5 separate regions of the Mus musculus genome follow, and all the other regions are linked to region 1. The links are chromatin contacts, called in public ChIA-PET, Hi-C and HiChIP or PLAC-seq maps. All regions are on one chromosome and are shown on one strand. The core of a region is the stretch at or near the end of the contact, and the rest is flanking DNA. Distances in the headings are between cores, read along the strand shown.

Region 1 (2,565 bases), core at 33-2,532:
TTTTGACTTATGTCATTGAAGAGCATCCTGAGACTAGGTTAAATAAATTATGCTGCCATTCCCATCCCTCCATCCATTCATCCCTCCCTCCATCCCTCAATCTCTCCCTCCAGGTATCCCTCCCTCCCTCAATCCATTCCTTTTCTACATGCCCAATATTTATTGAATATCTTCATTGACTGGGATTAGGACTGATTATACTAATTAGTGGGAGTTTAAGCTTCAAATCTCAAGGATACAGAGAAAAGAAACATTGCAATAGCAAGAGAGGTGTGGAAATGTACCCAGATCTGATAGTAAGCAAAGGGACCCCCACTTCCTGGAAGTGATGTCTACATGAAGATCTGAAGATGAGCAGAGGGAAAAGGAGAAGGATTCAGTTCACTAGAGGAGGGGATAATGGCAGTGCAGTTGCTCAACGTAAGAGTCAGATCAGAAAGGCTGCGTTACTTGGAGACATGAAGCAGAAGGCAGTATGGCTGAGTCTGAGGGAGCCATGTCCTAGATGTGAGGGTGGGCTAATGGTAGACAGTATATGATGGGCTGTTACTGGTTGGGAGGTAAAGATTTGGCAATCACTGGAATAGCACATTTACTCAATGGGCAGATCTGCAGGGATCCTCAAAACTGGTTAAGGAAAGCCAGCAGTGAGCCAGAAGATATAGCAATGAAGCTGCCAAAGGAATGTAAAGATCCAAGAGCAAGGGCATCACTGCCAGTGGAAATGGGGCTGAAAAACAAAAGCATAATGGAAAAAGTGCCTACTCAGCAACTTTGGCAAGGTCATTGACCTCCCTGAAATCAGAGGCTTCCTGGTAGTCCAAGTGTAGGAGAGGCATGATAGTAAGATAGACCTTGACCTAGAACTGAAGACGTTTTGTATGGGAGCCCATTTGAAGATGGAAGCAAAGACAGCCTATTTAAATTTGGTAAACTGGGGGGCCAAGGCATTCCATTATGGGTGGGTTGGTTAGGGTTCTAATGAGAGTGATGGAATGTGTGGCCCACTCAGATGTGATGTGGTGGCAGCGGTTGCCCTTTAGACTAGACTGTGAGAGTAGAATCCTGCCTCTTCCACTTTCTGGCTGTGACCTTCAGCAAGTATTGAACCTCCTCTCTAAGCCTTGGTGTCTTCCTCTGCAGGACATTTCCCCTACACGACATACCCCTGTCCATCTTTGTTTTCTTGATTATATTCACCACATGGAAAGCCTACTGCATAGACCAGCAGCAGGGCACATCTACAGGAAACCCAGCTCGTCTGGGGTGTGACTCAGGAAACCACAGCTATGTGTCTCCGGGAAAGCCCAGCCTCCCTTTCTCTGAAGGCAGAGCTGTGGTTTGGGGACAGTCAGCTGAGCTGCAGGAACATTGCACTCAACGTCTGAGATTCTTCAGTTGTGAGCACCACTACGGTATCTGATGTGCTGTGAAGAGTGTGGAGGAAGAGCCAGGCAGTGGTGCCGCATGCCTTTAATCCCAGCACTTGGGAGGCAGAGGCAGGCAAGGCCAGCCTGGACTACAGAGTGAGCTCCAGGATAGCCAGGGCTACAAACCCTCTTTTAAACCCTGCTCCCCAAAAAAGAGTGTGGAGGGAAGAAAAGCAATTCCTCACTTTCCAAAGCAGATACCATCTTCTTTCCTTTGCTACCTACCTCTCTCCAGTGGGCGTGGCTGTGTTCCAGTGCACTTTTTCCTCATTAGAATTTGTTAAGCTAAATTTGGACCAAGGTGAGCCTTGAAGCAGGGATCTGAGTCATAACTGAAATGGGAATCTAGCTGAAAACTTCATGTAAAACTAATCACTAGCTGAACCTCGACCACGTACAAAATGGCAACTCTGTCAGTTGCAGGTGGCTTACTCTTCAAACTTTGTTCCAATATGGCAAATGTCAGGCTATAACTGGCCACAGTGAGGGCAGACAGGTAATAAACCTATTGAACAAATAAGAGAGTTAAACCTCTGTAGAAAACATTTTTTTCTCAATAGATTTGTATAAAATTCAACTTCATAGAATAATGTATCTTTCAGTATACTTTTAAGCCAATAGCTATACATGAGAAATGTATGTTTTTGATTGAAAATCTCAATACAATATTTAAACAAAAAGACAGAAATAATCTTGAATTACATTTATATACAATAATATGATGTTTGAGTTGGGCAGAATTCTGAAAAGAAAGTTCCACTCGCACATGGACTGTGTGCCCTGCTTGGTGTTAGGCTAAGAGAAGAGCCACACACAACAGACGTGTCCTTGTGGGAGATTAGGAAGCCATGCTGGAGGCATCTTACATTCTAACATCACAGATATTATTTATATACAAATATGCAGGCCACTCATTGTAATGTTCCTTTTTAGAAGGTTGACCAGAAGGATTGGATTGATGTTGAACTACATTCTAACTTTTTCCCAGACTCAAAGCAATCAGGCTCTTGTTTATGGAGATTTTTATGCAGATGGATTGCTTTTAACATCTGTCCCTGATGGTAAGAATGCCAGAAGGTGAGAAGAGCTACAGAACTCTGGACTGTCCTTGAATGTCACGCTCACAGAGCCTGAA
Region 2 (2,565 bases), core at 36-2,535, 240 kb after region 1:
TAGGTGTGGATTAATGTCTTAGTCTTCAACTCCCCTAATCAATGTCTGTTTTTTTGCCATTACTATGCTCGACTTATTACTTCAGATCTGTAGTACAACTTGAAATCGGAGATGATGATGCCTCCTACAGTTCTTTCATTATTCAGGATTCTTTGAGCTGTTGTATTTGTTTTGTTTTCAGATGAAGCTGAAAGTTGTTCTTTCATGATCCATGAAAAATTGTGTTGGAATTTTGATGGGGATTGAACTGAATCTGCTTTTGTCGGGATGGCCATTTTTACTATATTAAACCTACTGAGCCCCGAGCATGGGAGATTCTTCCATCTTCTTCAATGTCTTGAGGTTTTTATCGTACAGGTCCATCGCTTGCTTGGCTAGAGTCACCTCAAGATATTTTGTATTATTTGATGCTATTGTGAGAGGTGTTGTTTCCCTGAGGTTTTTTCTCAGTCCGTTTGTCATTTGTATTTAGGGGGGCCACTGATTTGGGGGACTCAATTCTGAATCCAGCTCCTTTGCTGTTTATCAGATGTGGGAGTTTCCAGGTGGAATTGTTAGGGACACTTATGTATATTAATGATTCATGGGCAAATAAAGATTCTTCGGATGTCTTCCTTTCCAACTTGTATCATCTTAATCTCCTTCAGTTGTCTTAGTGTCTAGCTGAGACTTAGAGCACTATATTGAATAGGTGTGGGGAGAATGGACAACCTTCTTTTGTTCCTGATGTTAATGGAATTGCTTTGAGTTCCTCTCCATTTAAGCAGATGTTGGCTGTGAGCTCACTGCCAACAGTTTATTTTGTTTTGGTGTCTCTTGCATTCCTGATCTCTCCAAGACTTTAATCATGAAGGGGTTTTGGATTTGGTTGAATGTCTGCTCTGCATCTAATGAGATGATCATGTGGTTTCTGTCTTTCAACTTGTGGGTCACTGTGATGGCTAATATCCATATTTCAAAGTCGGGGAAAGTGAAGATCGGAGACACTAATAATATGTACAAGGACATGTAGCTTGTACAAATGTGGCCACAAGGCCAATTCTTTTTGAAACTGTGTACTTGACTTGGCTTCATAGACAACACGCACTCGTGAGAACATGTGCACGCATGCGTGAGTGTGAGTGTGTGTGTGTGTATGTGTGTGTGTGTGTGTGTGTGTGTATGTGTGTGTGTGTGAGACAGAGAGAAGTAGGAGGCCTTTGATGAGGTGATGAGCCAGGTACCACCTACAGGTCTAGGACTACCTATGAGTAAAGTCTGTACTTGGTTTTCTACCATCAGCAGCCTCCAGTTGAGCAAACCTTGATGGCTGGATACGGTTTCACTTTCAACCTCAGGCTGACAGAAATAGTCATGATTCACTCAAATTTCCTGTGAACAGCAATAACCTGGCTTCTCACACTCCAGGGAAGGCTGGCCTGTGATGTTCAGGTCTCGGTTTCTGATTCTTCTGGCCTGTTTGACATCACAGTCTGGATGGGCCATTGGTAAGGCAAATGGCATGTCATACATGAGCATGGAGTCACCATGACCAAAGCCAGAGTCACACCTGTGTACACACAAATTTTGAGTCAAGGACTCAGTGCTCAGTTTAGCCTCTGAGTGATAAAAAATGGGTCATCATCCAGGGTTCTGGTAAAAAAAAAAAAAATCTGGTTTTTCGAGACAGGGTTTCTCTGTATAGCCCTGGCTGTCCTGGAACTCACTTTGTAGACCAGGCTGGCCTTGAACTCAGAAATCCACCTGCCTCTGCCTCCCGAGTGCTGGGATTAAAGGTGTGCACTACCACACCCGCCCCCCCCCCAAAAAAAATTTAAAGATGTAGTAAAAACTGAGTCTTAAATTCTTATTCAGAATTTCTGCTCAATTACACATTAGGGCAAATTTTCCAAATTGACTAAACCTTAATATATAAGAACTCTCAAGAGCAAAGGTGCTGACATGTTGATACGGACCTGCAAGCTTAAGAAGCTGAGTTCAAATCCCTGAATTTAAGTAGAAGACAGACTGGTCTGTAACCCCATCTCTGGGGAGATGGTGGATCCCTGGAGTTTGCTGTCCAGACACTCTAACCACATGGGAAGTTCCAGGGTCAGTGAGAGACCTGTCACAAAAATAAGATGGCAAGCAACTGAAGATGATGCCTAATCTCAACCTCTGGCCTTCACAGAAACACACTTATCCCACCCACACCCACTCACACACCCACACCTCCCCCTCCCCCACACACCTTTACAAATCCTTTCATATCTTCAGCAGTGATAGCTTTTCCCAAACAGGTGACTCCGAGGGTATAATTTCAAGCTTGGAGTTTCATTTGCTTCTAAAGAACAGAGACTCATTCCAACCAGCACACACTAAAAAATGGGATCTGTTGAAAGAATTTGAGATTTTTCTCTCGGAATTCGAGGGGGGGGGGATGTCAGGGTGTGGACAGGTCAGAATGAGAAATTAGCATATGGGCTGGCACCAGCAGAAACCCCCTGCAGTCTTTGATTTTGTCATCTTTGCAGGTTGTCCCTGATTCTCCAGGACACTGACAGGCCAGCTGCCTAGTCCCAAGCT
Region 3 (2,565 bases), core at 43-2,542, 210 kb before region 1:
GTTTGTCAAATGACTCTTACTATTCCCTTCCTTTCACAGAACCTCTGGAGGGTAGCCTGGGTCCTCCTTCCTTCCTATTTCCTTTTCTGCTGTCTGTACCATGAGCTGTCCTAATGTGGAACATGAATGGTAGATGCCTAAGAGATGCCTAAAACCTCACATCTTCCCTGTAATGTTTTTGGGGTGTCAGTCAACAAAGTTTTATTGAGCTCATGTGTGTAGAACACCTGTTAGAGGCTTTGAGGTTAGAAACTTAAGTTTAATCTTGTGTTTAAGGAACTTGGAGTCTGGTCTATAGGGGCATAGAGCAGAGTGCTCAGGAGCAGAACAGGTTGAGCATCGGGGTACACCAGGTTTGTGTCTACCTTTCTGGCAGAACTGGCTTGTGTCAGGCTCCCTTAGCATGTGCTTGCAGTGTTCAGCCATCCAGAAGCATCAGGAATGTGTCTGCGGCTCCCCTGAGCCCAGAAAGCCAGCAGGGAGGGCAGTGTGGTTGGTACAGAGAGATGGTTGCCTTGGCCCTTCTCTAGTGGTATCGTACAGACACAGGCTTTGAATAAGTGTGTAGCACTGGTTGTCTGTTTCCTCACAGAATGCTTGCTGGGAGAGAATGCTGAGAGTATAAAATCCCAGAGCTCCATCAGTTGCAGGCAGCTCCCAGCAGAGTATTGTGGACATAGCACCTCAAGCCTGCTCCTCTTTAGTGTCCCACTGGCTGCATGAAAAACAGGAATTTATGTAACAAGCTCTGCACAGCAAACGTTTTCCTGTTGTGGGGGTGGGTGGGTAATTGTTGGCAAAGTTAGTATACAGCTCTGTTACACAGAGTGACCTGAAATGTCCTCAGAAAAATATGTAGTGCGATATTTTGATAAGTTAAGGATTGCTATGTCCAAAAAAAAAAAAAACCAAAAACAAAAACCCAACCAACAATAAGCAGAAGTCGTCCAAGCATTTAGTGGATACTAACCCTGAAGTTAGTGAACTATTTTTAAACTTTTTAGGAGTCTTCGTTATTATGTCTTCTTTGGTCCTGCTGAAAACGCCCCCCACCCCAGCCCTGGCGTCTGGCAGAACTGCCTCAGGCTTATAGAGCTGTACCCCCCCCTGTTAGTCAGGCAGTCAGGAAGCTGATCTCTGGAAGGATCGCCTCCTATACTCTCTGTATTATTAACTAAATGTGACAGGACCGGAGCAAGCTCCCTCTCTTGTAGAGGCCTATCAGAGCTTATCTGTGTGGCTATTGTGTTTAAAGAACAAATTGTCATGGAAGATACGGTGCCCAGACTCCCAGCATGTAGGTGGCTTTGGAGAATGCAGTTACAGGGCTGGCTGCTTTCCAGGCCTTGCCCAGGCAGGCTGCTGCTTTTTAAGGAGGAATTGGGGATTTTGATCACTGGTTTTGGTGGACACAGTAGCCAGAGCTGTAGCTCTGGTGGGGGTAGGATGACAGGGAGGTGGGGACAAGGAATGTTTTTGAGAATACATGGAATTGAGATACAACGTGAAAGAAATGTATTCCTTAGCCTTTTGGGAGATGTTTGGAGTTCACGACCTCATAACACACCTAGAGCTGAGATAGATCGTAAGTGAAAGAACAGAATGAAGCCTCAGGAGAGACTACCACTGCCACATACCCACATACCTGCCTGGCATCCAACCAGAAAGCTCCTGTTGGGCCATGTCTGATCCGCCCTCACTCTGCACCCTGGCAGCAGGACTTAACACATAGCTGTTGTGTTGCAATCCTTGGGTGGAATGTAGTGCAGAATGCATTTTGAAATAAGGGTTTCTAAGCTCTCTTAGGTCTGTGTCTGACTTTTGTCTCTTTTTACTAAGTGAGATTACCATTACACTCACTTTGTTTTCCATCTCTTGTTGAGAAAAGGCACTAATGTGCTCAGGGTCACAGAGAAGTCTGGCCCTGTATATTGTTCTGATCTGGTAGAACGGTTGGCACTTTAAGCACCTTCAGTCGCCGTCAACAACATGAGGATGTGGGCACTGTGGCTGCCTCCTTGGGTGACCACAAATCTAGTTAGAGCCTTTTGTGGTCCAACAGGGGTCACAGAGTATTTGGGCAACTAAGCCTTGTACTAGGTTGGCAGAGAAGGCCAAAAATTTGAGAAGCCAGGTGCATAGCTCTGCATAGCTCTGCTCTGAGGATTGTGAGACATCCAGAATTCTGTCCCTGGACTGGGCATTAGGCCCCTTCAGAGCTGCCAGGTGAATATGTAGCAACTGTGCTGGGGCAGGAAGCCTAAGTGTTCTTCACATTCCCAGATTTGTACCACAGGATCCCCCAAACGTCAGAAGTCATGCTGGGGGTTCCTTGCCTTCCTCTTGTATTCTCCTGTGGGTTTGCAGTTTGCACACATTTGCGGTGGCTTTGTTGTAGTATCCTATCAGCACATCCACTGAGTAGGAGCAGAAGGGCCTCACCTCACTTAGGGGAGCTTGCTTCAGCCCGGCCCCCCTCTAGTTACCACTCTGGACGGCATACTCTCTACAGTGTCCTAAAGTTAGTGCTTTGCTTAGAGCAGAGATGTTCTCACATTTGAATAT
Region 4 (2,565 bases), core at 34-2,533, 140 kb before region 1:
AGTGATGTGTTTATAAGAAGAGAAAGAGAAAGGTTATATGTTCTATGGAGGTGTGGTGAGGTATTGGGGAAGGGGATGTCTCAGCGGGCCCATGCTGAGGCATCCCTTCCCCATGAGGGACCAGCCACAAGACGGTATAGTATAGAATAGAGTTATTAAGGACATGGGGAGAGGAGTTACGAGGGTAGTAGAGGCAGAGAAAGGCAGAGGGGGGAGGGGAGGGGAGGGGAGGGGAGAGGAGAGGAGAGGAGAGGAGAGGAGAGGAGAGGAGAGGAGAGGAGAGAAATAGAGGCCGGCCATGGGGGGGGGGGAGGGTGAGGGGACAGGAAGCAAAAAGGAAAGAGCCCAAGAAAGCAAGAGAACAAGAGTAAGAGAGAGACAGCGGAGGGGGCAAGCAGCCCCTTTTATAGTGGGTCAGACCTACCTGGCTGTAGCCAGGTAACTGGGACGGAGCTTAGACTGAGTGCTAACCTAGAGTAGCTGTGAAGAGATCCCTCCTGCCACCTCGGGGAGCCTTTGGAGTTTCTTCCCCTGGTCTCCATTTCCCTTTCTCTTGCATCACACCTGAGCTGACAGTCATCGGCGGGGCCGTGCACACAGGAGCAGCTTGCCCCTGTGTCTTTGTGCCGCGCTCACTTGCTTCCTAATTCGCAGAGCTTTTGCTTAGCTCAGAACTGAATTGAGAAGGATGCATTTCCCAAATATTTTAAATATAGCATGTTTTGTAAAGCATGGTTTTTCTGGTTGATGAATCTGCATGTGGGAGGGGGTTTTTGTGAGACGTGCAGCCTTGTGCCCAGCCCTCCTTGTGTGTGCCCAAAGTGAGACAATTTTGTTTCATATGACAAAAGACCCAGTCCTTAGTTCGGAAGTTAAAGTCAGCCTTCGGTTCAGAGTAGATTGACATCCTTTCTGGGTTTCAGGAAATTCACACCTTCTGGAGGCTGGAAGACAGCTCTGGTAACATTTAGCATAATATTTAACATTTCTTTTATAAGTCGAGATAAAAATGGAACCTGTGGAGGTAGCCGGGCCTAGCCAAGGTCATATAAAAATGACCAGTGCCTGCCCTTCTCAACCCAGGTTCTACTCGTCAGCTTGGACCTGGTTTCAGTCCTCTGTCCCACTTTGCATGCTTCCCAGTGACCCACTACCGACCTTCTAAGGAATGTGTCTCCATAGAGGGTGCTGGAAGCAGTACTTGGGATGGAAAAGACTAGGGAAAAAAATGGAGAGGGGGAGGAGCGAGCCAGCCTAGGGGAGGGGAAGGATACTAACAGGAGGTGGGGGGTGGGGTGGGAGTGGCCCTGCCGAGAGGCTCTGGAATGTGAATTTACAATACATAGGCACAACCTTCTTTTGAAAGGGAGGCCGGCGGCTCTAGAAGTAAGATAGGAACCGTCTTACTCTTAGCATTTTAGACTAACTTCCTCCACTCTCTTATCTTCTTAATTTCACAGTAAACAATGGGCTATTGACTAAGCGTTCAGAGCAGTGGGTGTTCTCGGAGGGAGGCCTGCCAGAACAACCGCCCCTCTGGGTTTTGCTCCATCTCCTAACCTGTGCTTTATGGGAAAGAGGAGACTGGGCAGTCTTGCTGTTTCTCATTTCCATGTTCTAAGGTGCACACAGCTGGGACAGAAGACCATAGGCTCATAAAGTGCATGTCTAAGCATTTCTATACATGTGTGCGTGAGTACATGTGTGTGCACTTACATATAAGTGTAAGCCCTTGTGTGTGTATGCATGTGCTCATGCATATGCATGTGCGTGCAGGCATGCATGTTGGCATATGTATAAGTGAGTATATACATGTGTGTGTTAGCACAGGGTGGAACAAGCCTGTCAGTTTTACTCTTTTTAGGGAAGAGATGTTTGAAATGAGAATATTAGCATCTGTTTTTGTTGTTGTTAAAAAGGGCAAGAAAATCGCTCCAGGGCTAGTCCCTAAACTCCATACCCAGGTAATAAAGAAACCAACCACACCACCCTGCAGTGCACTTTAAAGTCTATAGAGAGCTGCAGTATGACCCAGCAGACCCAGCAGGCACAGTGGTTGGAGCCGATGAGGATATGGTATTTGGACCACTTCCAAGAGAGATCTCACTCACTGCTCAGCCTTTTGCTACAGGTGGAGAATATCTTGCTGCGCTTTAACGGTTTGGGAAGGCAGTTGTAGAGTGTGTGGATCACACGGGGAACTCCTGTGGGGGGTCCCTAGTCTGTTTGGCACAGTGCCTGGCACACGCTGTAAAAAGCTGCTGACATCTTGTTCTTTTCTATACCATTTCTCAGTCTCCTATAGCATGGTACAGAGCAGAAACCACTGGCCCGATGCACAGGTGATCGAGGCTGGGAAGGGAGAAAGTACTTCAACTTCTACTTAGAATGTCTTCTCTCATAGTTTCAATTCGTAGTATATATTTTACGGCATTCACAATATTTTAATGCATGCAGATATAATTTATAAATATACATCTTTTAAAATATTTATTATTTTATTTTGTGCATTTTGATACTTTGCCTGCACGTATGTCTGTGTACCACGTTGTGTGTCTGGTTCCT
Region 5 (2,565 bases), core at 19-2,518, 150 kb after region 1:
ATTTGATGGAATATAAATTGCAAAAATAATCTGTAAATTATATAACAGGCTCCAGAATACATTTGCCCTCTGTCTCCTTAGCAGATATTAAATCTGACAGCTACTTTCAAAATGATCAAAATTGCTTAACTCTTGGAATGCTCGAGTTTTACAAAGAAGCGAAAACTACATTTTGGGGTATGTGCCCAGTATATAAATTGGAATTTTACACCATTTTCTTGAAGAGATGAAAAGAGATGGTATGGGAAGGTTCTCTAGTGGCTTTGAGTGTATCCTTTTATTCAATTGCTTCATAAGGTTCTCAGTTGCTATCAAAAATTTGGATGTTTGTCAGAGACGAGGAAGCTGGTTTGAAACCTGTCTGCTTCAGGGCTGAGTAGATGGGAGGATGTCATACCCCTCTAACAGGCCAGCCGCTTTGCTAGTATGCTAGCCTCTCGCCCGATCTAGTCACTCACAAAGTGCACTCTGCTGGTTATTGGCAAGTTCAAGGTTACCAGTCACCCTATCAGATGTCATAGCGATGACTATAACTACTGGATCTGTTTGCGTACACGCCTTTTGAATCCTTACATTATCATGTACACATTTCGCCACATTTGGCCAAAGTTGCTGAAAGTCTCTTTCTAGAACTCTTCTTTTCCTAGGGAGGGCAAGAAATTAAAAAAGAAGTTTCCTTTGGGGCTGACACTTATGTTGCAAATAAACCTTCCAGGATTTTTTCCACGAATGTTGAATGGGTAACAACTGAGAAGAACTAGACCATCTGTTCTTGCCTAATTGGCATCATAAGGGAAGACCACATTTCTGGAGCCTTGGAAGAAGAACGTGGGATGAAGTAGGCTCAGGATGGTGTTTTTCACGAGTCTGTTCCTTACATGCCAGAACAGAGGGTGGCTTTCCAGGAGAGACACTCTGGGTACTGGACCCTAGAAAGCTAAAATCTCGGGGGATGAATTAGGAATGACACTTATCTATAATGACTATAGTCATTATATTAGGGCTTTCACTTACACTACAAATCTAAATATTGGCTCTATCTCTCATCAGTTGTGAGCTTTTAAGTGGAGTTTTGCGTCTCTTATGATGGTTAATCTTTACTGTCAACTTTACTGGGTTTAAAGTCACCATGGAAACAGACTTCCAAATGTGTCACTAAGAACATTTCCAGATATGTTTAACTAAGGAAGGAAGACCCAACCTGAACATGGAGAGCACCAGTCCCCAGATTCAGAGTTAGTGAAAGATGGATCATGAGTGAAGTGTGACATGCCTCTGTCTTTGCTTCCGGAATATGCAGGCAGTGTGGTCTGACACCTTACGCTTCTGTGGTCATACCTTCTCTGAAAACCATGAACCCAAGGAAACACTACTTTCTTGGGTTGCTTTTGCCAAGTGTTTTATTCCAGCAATAAGAAAAGTAACAAATACGCTTCTCAAAACTCTCAGTTCTCCCAACTGTAAAATGGAGACAATAATGAGGATTACAAGGAGAAATGCACATAGCGTACACAGTAGAGTGCTAAACATGCGTACTTTCTTTGCTAGCTTCTTTTCGCTGTGACAAAAATACAACAGCCAGGGAACTCACGAACCAGGCAAGATGCATATGCTTATAGTCCCAGCTCAGAGGAGTGAAGTCAGCTTGAGCTACATATGGAGAACTTGTCACAAACCAAACGACCAACCAACAAACCAAATACAATGTAAGGAGGGGGGACTTCAGAAGTTTTTGGTGCCTCATAGCTACCAAAAGTGTGGCTTAATAGATTAGCTCACCTTGGGGCAGCCAAGAAGCAGAGAAACAGATAGGGAAGGGAGGGAGGAAAGGGAGGGAGATAGTTCTTCCTGGTGAACTTTTTCCCTTTGATTGCATCTGGGCCCTGTGCATAAGAGACGGGTACCATCAACATTCAGGGGTTAGTCTTTCTGGAAATGCCCTCATAGAGATACCCAGATATGTGATTTATTGGTCTTGTAGGTGCTTCTCAAACTCATCAAGGTCTCAATGAAGATAAGCCATGACACTAGCTAAGCTTTTATTCCAGTGATGCAACTTTGGTACCCGTCTTTTCTGAGTTGTACTTTGCACAAGCTGGGAAGGATATTTTTTTTTTCTGGCTTGCAAAAGGTTTTATATGAAGAGTCTTACAAAGATACTGAAATAAAACTGGATTTTGTTCTTCACAAGTATTCTAATGACTGAGTCTCTAGGAGTAGAATTGGGTAAAGTATAAAGAAGTATAAGAGTGGTTCAGGGTGTGGTCTGGCAGAGCCACAAACCAGCTCTGTAGGGTTGAGAGCAAGAATTCCTCCCTTCTGTGGCTCAATCCATGTGTACAATAACAGGGTCGACCAGATGCCTAACTAAGGTAGTTTAGGGCACTGAGAGTGCTGACCTTGTCTGTAAGACTAATTTACTGTTCCACCATCATGATGCAATAATCCATAGGCAGAGGGTGGTATGGGAAGGCATCCTGGGAAGTTGATTGATGCATGTCAGTGAATTCAGGTTAAACCTGCTGTTTACAATATATGATTGTGTACACATAACAATACTTGACA

Evidence for each region. Hi-C and Micro-C count contacts between places; a contact is called where the count stands out from the background. ChIA-PET counts read pairs in DNA pulled down with a chosen protein or histone mark. HiChIP or PLAC-seq counts read pairs in DNA pulled down with a chosen protein or histone mark.
Region 2: a contact with region 1 is called in a Hi-C map of Th1 cells, with 2.5 times the contacts expected there. The contact joins two enhancer-like sites. A contact is called at or near these places in 1 of 15 datasets of contacts at CTCF or cohesin (large pre-B cells), 2 of 484 Hi-C or Micro-C datasets (Th1 cells and myocytes) and 1 of 115 datasets of contacts at active chromatin or transcription factors (memory CD8 T cells).
Region 3: a contact with region 1 is called in an RNA polymerase II ChIA-PET map of effector CD8 T cells, with 22 read pairs. The contact joins two enhancer-like sites. A contact is called at or near these places in 1 of 15 datasets of contacts at CTCF or cohesin (large pre-B cells), 3 of 115 datasets of contacts at active chromatin or transcription factors (effector CD8 T cells, memory CD8 T cells and pancreatic cancer cells) and 1 of 9 other capture datasets (embryonic stem cells).
Region 4: a FOXA1 HiChIP or PLAC-seq map of pancreatic cancer cells shows a contact between it and region 1. The contact joins two enhancer-like sites. A contact is called at or near these places in 6 of 484 Hi-C or Micro-C datasets (B cells, the HL-1 cell line, T follicular helper cells and 2 more) and 4 of 115 datasets of contacts at active chromatin or transcription factors (effector CD8 T cells, epiblast stem cells, large pre-B cells and 1 more).
Region 5: an RNA polymerase II ChIA-PET map of effector CD8 T cells shows a contact between it and region 1, with 64 read pairs. The contact joins two enhancer-like sites. A contact is called at or near these places in 2 of 484 Hi-C or Micro-C datasets (CD8 T cells and memory CD8 T cells) and 4 of 115 datasets of contacts at active chromatin or transcription factors (CD8 T cells, effector CD8 T cells, memory CD8 T cells and 1 more).

Annotation. Positions count from the first base shown.
Region 1 is chr3:52,553,934-52,556,498 of GRCm38.p6, forward strand. No RefSeq gene overlaps it. Among named protein-coding and RNA genes, the nearest start is that of Gm40047, 25 kb to the right of the region's middle. Within about 2 kb of position 1,283, at least 115 of the 459 cell types and tissues checked have an H3K27ac peak or open chromatin away from gene starts, as enhancers often do. A contact at or near this core is called in CD8 T cells, Th1 cells, effector CD8 T cells and 3 more, where this site is marked.
Region 2 is chr3:52,789,821-52,792,385 of GRCm38.p6, forward strand. It overlaps Gm30292 (predicted gene, 30292), which reads right to left. Exons shown (of 5, transcript NR_166453.1): 3 at 2,231-2,323; 4 at 1,956-2,104; 5 at 1-1,549. Among named protein-coding and RNA genes, the nearest start is that of Gm30292, 6.7 kb to the right of the region's middle. Within about 2 kb of position 1,286, at least 15 of the 459 cell types and tissues checked have an H3K27ac peak or open chromatin away from gene starts, as enhancers often do. A contact at or near this core is called in Th1 cells and memory CD8 T cells, where this site is marked.
Region 3 is chr3:52,341,714-52,344,278 of GRCm38.p6, forward strand. All of the region lies in intron 1 of Foxo1 (forkhead box O1), which reads left to right. Among named protein-coding and RNA genes, the nearest start is that of Foxo1, 75 kb to the left of the region's middle. Within about 2 kb of position 1,293, at least 78 of the 459 cell types and tissues checked have an H3K27ac peak or open chromatin away from gene starts, as enhancers often do. A contact at or near this core is called in effector CD8 T cells and memory CD8 T cells, where this site is marked.
Region 4 is chr3:52,412,113-52,414,677 of GRCm38.p6, forward strand. No RefSeq gene overlaps it. Among named protein-coding and RNA genes, the nearest start is that of Gm38537, 54 kb to the right of the region's middle. Within about 2 kb of position 1,284, at least 52 of the 459 cell types and tissues checked have an H3K27ac peak or open chromatin away from gene starts, as enhancers often do. A contact at or near this core is called in pancreatic cancer cells and pro-B cells, where this site is marked.
Region 5 is chr3:52,702,358-52,704,922 of GRCm38.p6, forward strand. The region is part of intron 3 of Gm30235 (a long non-coding RNA gene); the gene reads left to right. Among named protein-coding and RNA genes, the nearest start is that of Gm22798, 19 kb to the right of the region's middle. Within about 2 kb of position 1,269, at least 14 of the 459 cell types and tissues checked have an H3K27ac peak or open chromatin away from gene starts, as enhancers often do. A contact at or near this core is called in CD8 T cells and effector CD8 T cells, where this site is marked.